Linked DNA regions of Mus musculus: region 2 is linked to region 1. The links are chromatin contacts, called in public Hi-C maps. All regions are on one chromosome and are shown on one strand. The core of a region is the stretch at or near the end of the contact, and the rest is flanking DNA. Distances in the headings are between cores, read along the strand shown. Region 1 has its middle 37 kb from the start of Ccdc130. Region 2 has its middle 10 kb from the start of Gpt2.

Region 1 (3,729 bases), core at 725-3,224:
CACATTTGGGACCTGAGTGTCGAAAGAGAGAGTGCCTAAGGGGGACATTTTACATCTAAGCCACAGCACCCTCCACTCTGTCCTGTCCGTATGTCTCCTTTTTCGAGGTCCCTTTCCTCTGGGCCTCATTGGTAGCCCTGGCTGTCCTGGAACTTACTATGTAGACCAAGCTCTAGATCCACTTGCCTTTGTCTTCTGAGTGCTGGGATTAAATGTATGTGCTAACATACCCAGCACTCAAAGACATTTATTTGAAATAGTCAAAACTCCGGGACTGGGCTGAAGTGGAACCTGAAGGGTTCTTTGGAAAGTCAGTTGGATGGTGTTTTGCTGGGGTGAACATGTGAAGGAACATTTCGTTAAAGTGGACACAGGAGAATGACTAAGGCAGACTAGTGAAGGAATGTTTCACTGAAGCAGATACAGGAGAGAGGATGTTCTGCTAAAGGAAGCACACGAAAGGGCACGTGATGAAGGATTCTTTGCTAATAACGCACATGAATTGGTCCACCTTACACTGCTGCATTTGTTGGAACTCTGTCCAGAGAAGTACTCCAAAAAATTTCTAGTGGTGTACTGCAGTTTCTTGCCTACTTCCTTGGATTCAGGCTGATTGGAGGCAAGACCTGTGCTGTGGCAAGGCACGTGGAGGACATGTGATGCTTAAAGGGTATAAATGGACTCCATGGAGAGACAGAGACAGAGCTTGGCTTGTTAGTACAGCTAGCTGTGCAATGCTTGTAGGTCTCTAGTCTTCACTGATCTTTACTTCCCTGAGAGAGGCACAGCAGAGAACTCCTGGTGTTCCTGTTGGTCCCTCCTGCTGACTCAAGCTGAGGCTGAGGCCTGGCTGTCTCTGCTAGGTCATGTCACCGCTGTTGCTAATTCAGCTCTACCAAACTAGATGGCTGGTGTATCCCTGAAATGTTTGTGAGTGGATTGAGCTGCCGCTGCCTGTGAACTGAACTGCCGATTTCCAGACAACACAGATGGGAGTTGCTCCAAAGAACCTCTCTAAAAAAAGGTCCGCTCTCCCCTACCCCACTCCCACCCTGAATCCTTTCTTTTCCACTACCTGGGTGGTGGGCGACAAGGGAGGTTAAAATATTCAAGCTAAGCATTTAAGAACCATTATTTAAAATAAAGTTTGAAAAAATTAGTTAGCCATAGCTCAGTTGGTAAAATGTTTGCCTAAACTGCATGAGGCCTTAGATTCCATCCCCAGGGCCACATGAACTGTGTGTGGTAAAGCATGCCTGTAAAATCTCAGAACTCAGGAGGTGGAGACAGGAAGACTGGAGGCTCAAGGCTATCCTCATCTACATAGGGAGTTCCAGACCAGCCTGGGCTACATGAGACTGTCTCAGAACGGTGTGTGTGTGTGTGTGTGTGTAGTGAAACATCATCAGGTAAAGGGACTTTCCCCTGAGCCTGGTGCTGTAAGTTGGATCTCTGACATCCATATGGTGGAAGGAAAGGACTGACTCTAACAGATTGTCTTTTGTCTCTGTATGCAAACCAGGGCAGACAAGCTCCTCCTCCCCCAAATCAATCAATTAATTAGTATTTTAAGAAGCCCAACATGTTGTTTTTGTATTTTGAGACAGTCTCATACTCTATATTCCAGGCTGGCCTAGAAGTTGCTTCAGTCCTCCAGCTTTTCAAGTTGTGTTAGTTACTTCTGCTGTGATACAACACTATGACCAAGGCAACTTACAGGAAGGAGGAGTTTATTTGGTTCCACAAGGGTTAGAAGCCATGATGGCTGGGGACAACATGGAAGCAGGCATCGTGGCCGAATCCGCAAGCGGAAAGTTCACATCTTGAACCCCAGACACAAAGCAGAGAGTGTAAATGCTCAAAGCCTACTTCCAGTGAGATACTTCCTCAAGCAAGGCCACACCTTCTGGGTCTCCCCAAACATCAGCACCAACACCAGACTAAGTGTTCAAATACAGGAGCCTGTGGGGGACATTCTCATGCAAAACACTATACAAGAGCTGGGATTGTAGGTGTGAGTATGCACATTTGCCTGTTCTCAGCATCCCTACTGGGTGGCTGTACCCCATTCACTGGAATCTCTAGCTCCAGGAGATTGGACACCTTCTTCTGCCTTCTAAGGGCACCTGCATATGAGTGGCAGACACTCATGCAAACACATAAACCCCAGCAATAAACTGTATGACATTTTACTAGCATTTCATTTAGGCTGTGTTCAGACATACAGGAAAGTCACAAGAACAATACTGAGATGACAGACTTGTGGTACCATGCCTGGTTATTGTTGAAAACTCAGGGCCTCTGCCAACTGAGCTATAGTCGGGTATGCTCATGTCTGGTGCCTGCAGAGGCCTGGAGCTGGAGTTACATATAGCTTTAATCTGCCTGATACAGGGATGCTGGATACCAATCTCAGGTCTCTGGAAGCACAGTATGCTTTCTTAATTGTGATACAAACTGACCCACGAGATGTGGAATGGTTGTCAGGGAGCATGCCTGGAGCAAGACTTAGGCCCTGACAAGTCCAAAACCCGAAAATCTCATTCTGAGACAGCAAGAGTAAGGCTCGCTCACCTCCCTGTCTGATGCCACAGTGCTATCCTTGGGACTCCCACCTTCATCACTCTTGATATAGTCACATAGCCTGATGGCCATATTACAAGTTTAACTTCTCTTCTCCCTACAGCAAGCACCTGGAATTCTTCTTTGTGTAAATGAAGCATTCCCAGCACCTCACCCCCAGTCAGTAATGTACACACACCTTGGAAACCCCTACCCACTCCCCAAGGTTTATACAGCCCTTATTTACCCCTGAATAAAGAGAGCTGTAACTCTAAAAACCTCCTCGGAGAAGTCCTCCCCCCCCCCCGCACCCCAGCTTGCACTGGTGCCTGAATACCCCAAGGGCACAAGCTAAGCCAGTCCCCACTTATCTGCTGAGCAACAGGCTTTCTGTCTGTACTGTTTAAGTTTATTGTCACTTGCAGCAGCAGAGCAGGATTTATTGCATCAGAGCAACAGAGGCCACATGGCCTGCAAACCAAAACCTTCTGGCCTTTTACAGAAAACATAAAGCAACCAGTTAAGCCACCAGGAAGCAGTTATAGTGGGACAGGCCTGTGAGTCCCACTTAGGACGCTAAGGCAAGAGAGTGGTAAGTTCAAGGCCAGCCTGGCCAAAGTGAAACTCCAGTTTCAGAATGGCTGTTCCAACTGAACAGAAGTTCATTGAGGTGGATACATTTTGTGTCTGTAATTTCATGCAGTGATTTTTTTAAAATCACAAATTATTTATAATAAAATTTTAATAAACAAAAAAAGGTGTAAAATAAAATAACAAAGTCTATATTGTACCTATTGATGTGTTTATAAACAGGTAAAAATATTTCTATGGAGGTGTGGTGAGGAATGGGGAAAGGGAGTGCTTCAGTGAGCCCATGCTGAGGCAGCCCTTCCCCCTCCCCAGGGACCAGCCACACGGTATAGTATAGAATAGTACTTATTCAAGGCAAGCGGGGAGGTTAAGAGGGTAGTAGAGGCAGAAAAAGGCAGAGGGAGAGAGAGAGAGAGAGAGAGAGAGAGAGAGAGAGAGAGAGAGAGAGAGAGAGAGAGAGAGAGAGAGAGAGAGAGAGAGAGAAGAGGAGTAAAGGCTGGCTATGAGTACATGGAGGGTTGGGCAAGGGAATGGGGGGACAAAAGGGGGAAGGGAAGAGCAAGAGAAGAGCAAGAG
Region 2 (3,729 bases), core at 594-3,093, 1.2 Mb after region 1:
TTCAATAACATTCAAATTTACTTCTAGTAGAGACTCTAAAAGCACTGTCTGCTCTTCCAAAGGTCCAGAGTTTAATTCCCATCAACCCCATGGTGACTCAAACTCATCTGTAACAGTATCTGATACCTTCTTTTGGTATGTCTGAAGACAGTGTCAGGGCACTAACATACATAAAATAAATAATTAAAAAAATCAAGTCAATGGTGAGGTGATTCAGTAACATGTAAGATCTGTTCTTGCAGAGGGCCCAAGTTTGGTTCCCAGTACCCATACCAAGCAGTTCCCAATTGCCTATTGATGTGTATATACGCTTGGACTTGACAAGATGCTGAAACACACACACACACACACACACACACACACACACACACACACACTACAGGTAGAGAATAAGATTAAGTGCACATGCATTTGGGAGAAAGAAAATTTTTTCTTAGATGTAATTTGAAATCCAGAGGAATCCACCCTCAGGAATAGGTAGTAAGTGGGAACTGTAGGCTATTGATTAGCAGATGGACTTATCTGGATGGAGTCTATTGGGTCCATGAGAGGTGGATCTGAGTGGGTTTCCTGTAGCTTATAAGTTTACAAAAGAGATAACAACATAAGCTAACAACATGTATAGTCTTTAAGATGAGCCTTTTGTGGGTCAGAAGGAACAAGAATTTGTGATTATGTAGTTGGATCGTATAGTGAAATGTTTCACTTGAGTTAGGCAAATTTATAAGAACTCGAATAGTGTTAGGACAGTGGCATAGCAAGAAGAAGAAATATGAAGCATTTAATTGATGGAAACTGAGTTTAGGTAAGAAGTTAGCTCTGTCTCCTAGCTGTCAACCTACAGTTACCTTAGCTGTCAATGTAGTCAGAAATCTGAGGAAGAATAAATTATAATCTAGTAGGCATATATTATTTTAAAAATGACAGAGTTCACCTATAGTCCAGTTTCTTATGGCCTCTATGGTCTCCATGGCAATTTGGGCAGAGTCAGTCTGGCTTCCAAGCCCAGAAGATATAGAGCCTTTTTCTCTGTGAAAAGGATACATGTGCTATAAGAAATGACTTACCTTGATATAGGCAATATAAGTCATTTGACTCAGGGTATCCAGTTTTGTCCATTGCGTTTCTCAGTGGTTATCACACCACAATCCAGGCAGTATCTTGTAGCTGTGTCCAATTCTTCTGAGACCTTTTGGGTCTCAGAACTGTTAGACTTCAGGAGATTCTATTAGTCATGAACTTAAATATATTAATAGTGAGAAGACTTCTGACAAGAGTGAGGGCTGTATCGATTGGTTATATCTGAATAGAGTGTACCATGATTTAATGGCAGTAGCAAAAATCATTATTTATCAAGATAGGATAGGAATAAAAATCGTAAGTAACTTTGACAGGTTGTGTAAGTAGAGAAAAACACATTTTGTATTAGTAGAAAAACACATGGCTTAGAGTTGGCGTGGACCAGAGTAAGAGAGCTGGCAGTAGTGGCTTGAGATCGTGGGGACAGAAAATGAGTTTGTCCCACTGGGTTCAGGCCTGTGACAGGAACTAAGCAGGCAGGCAAGCCTGGGGAATGGCTAGTCTGTGGAGTGAGGGACAGGCAGACACACACATGTGCAGTTGAGGCACCAGGAGTGCACTTGGGTGGAGGGGGAACTGGTGTGCAGCCCACAGCCTGAGGAGCACAGATCACTAGGAGCACAATAGTAGCGTGGGCCCCCAAGGCACACAGGGCTACAGCGCTGCTGAATGGTGGTGGCGGCGGGGGCAGCAGCAGCAGCAACAACGGTGTTAAGGGGGAAGTGCCATTCTGTGGTGCGCATGGCTCTGACACAGGCAAGTGGGGCAGAGCTTCCTCCTAGTAGCCGGAAGTCCCAGACCAGTACTTCTAGCTGCGAGCTGGCACTGCACCACCCCACGGTGGGCAGAGGAAGGGAAGCACCTGAAGTAGTTTGTTCAGTATCCCAGCAACATGCACGCTATTCTTGTAGTGCACAGTGGGGTTAGCCACTCACTTTCTGAGTCCCTGCCAGAGAGAGAGAGAGAGAGAGAGAGAGAGAGAGAGAGAGAGAGAGAGAGAGAGAGAGAACTCACAACACAGGTGTGTGTGTGTGCACATGAACAAGCACAGGCAGACGGTCGAGCGCACATGTGTAAGTGTGTGTGCGCACAGAAAATGGCTTTTCTTTTTTTTTTTTTAAGATTTATTTATTTATTATATGTAAGTACACTGTAGCTGCCTTCAGACTCTCCAGAAGAGGGCGTTACAGATGGACCATGTGGTTGCCCCCTAGAAAACAGCTTTTCAATTAACAGAGTCCAAAGGAGACCGAAAGAAAGCTGTTTTTCTTGTGGCTGTAGCAGGCAGTCAAGTAAGGGCGGTGGTGGGCAGAGCACAGGAGTCCTGAGTGAGAGAGAGCACAAGTGTAGGGGCGGCAGATGGTTGCCTGCTTGTGGGAAAGCAAGTCTCACAGAGTCCCTGGCAGGATGCAAAGAGTGGGGCCAGACCCGCTTTTCACATGGCAAACTTGGAGCAGAGCTGAGGAGGAAATACGAGAGGAGGAAGGGCAGGTGGGGCCAGACCTGCTTTTCCAGAGGCAAACCAGTGGTGACAGTAGCCATATTTTTGGGAGTGAACAAATGAGGGAGGGGGGTGGGGAAGCCTACACTGGCGAGAAAGTGCCAGGTTAATGGCCATGTAGAGATATTGTTTTCTGCTTACTGTGAATTAGATCAAGGCAGTCCAGTAAATAGGGACAAGGAAGTGAAGACTGACCCATGGGTAAGAGAATAGGGTTATTAACTGCCCTACCAGAGTCCTGAGGGCATTATAGATAAACAGAGAGATTCTAGCACAGGCCAGACCACCATGTTGTCATGTGGCGGCTGGGGGCTAAACTCTGGGCCAGTGTCCCAGTGCTATAGAGAACAGTTCACCCGGGCTCAGGGATTTCTCAGCATTGATAAAGAAATGGTCTCAAAGGAGAGAGGAAAATCTCACCCAAGGGAAAAGTCCTAGAAGGGGTCAGTGAAACGACTGAATGTCTCTATCCTCAAGGACAGTACAGGGGTAGCTCTGAGCTCAAGAACTCTCCCCTGGGACCATGGAGACATTTACTCTGAGCAGTGTGGGCAGTGGGCTTAGCAGTTCTCCAAAGTTTGGCTCGGGAGCATTGGCTCTCCATGTGATAGCAGGGGGATGCAAACCTGCAGAGTTTCTAAATCCCAGTCACAGAACCGTATGAAGTGTTTATAAAAAGATAAAGAGGGCTGGCAAGATGGCTCATCAGGTAAGAGCACTGACTGCTCTTCCAAAAGTCCTGAGTTCAATTCCCAGCAACCACATGGTGGCTCACAACCACCCGTAATGAGATCTGATGTCCTCTTCTGGTGTCTGAAGTTAGCTACAGTGTACTTATGTATAATAATAAATCTTTTAAAAATATATTAAAAAAAGATAAAGACCAGCACTCGGGAGGCAAAGGCAGGCGGATTTCTGAGTTCGAGGCCAGCCTGATCTACAAAGTGAGTTCCAGGACAGCCAGGGCTATACAGAGAAACCCTGTCTCAACGCCCCCCTCAAAAAAAGGGGGGGATATATTTTATGGACGTGTGATGAGGTATGGGAGAAGGGGGTGCCTCTGTGAGCCTATGCTGAGGCATCCCTTCCCCCCGAGGGACCAGCCATATGAATATAGAATAGAGTTTATTCAGGGAAGGAGTCAAGAG

Evidence for each region. Hi-C and Micro-C count contacts between places; a contact is called where the count stands out from the background.
Region 2: a contact with region 1 is called in a Hi-C map of embryonic stem cells, with 9 times the contacts expected there. The contact joins two enhancer-like sites. A contact is called at or near these places in 5 of 484 Hi-C or Micro-C datasets (the G1E-ER4 cell line, the HPC-7 cell line, embryonic stem cells and 1 more) and 1 of 115 datasets of contacts at active chromatin or transcription factors (astrocytes).

What each region holds. Positions count from the first base shown.
Region 1 is chr8:84,305,552-84,309,280 of GRCm38.p6, forward strand. No RefSeq gene overlaps it. Among named protein-coding and RNA genes, the nearest start is that of Ccdc130, 37 kb to the left of the region's middle. Within about 2 kb of position 1,975, at least 5 of the 459 cell types and tissues checked have an H3K27ac peak or open chromatin away from gene starts, as enhancers often do. A contact at or near this core is called in embryonic stem cells, where this site is marked.
Region 2 is chr8:85,480,223-85,483,951 of GRCm38.p6, forward strand. No RefSeq gene overlaps it. Among named protein-coding and RNA genes, the nearest start is that of Gpt2, 10 kb to the right of the region's middle. Within about 2 kb of position 1,844, at least 85 of the 459 cell types and tissues checked have an H3K27ac peak or open chromatin away from gene starts, as enhancers often do. A contact at or near this core is called in embryonic stem cells, where this site is marked.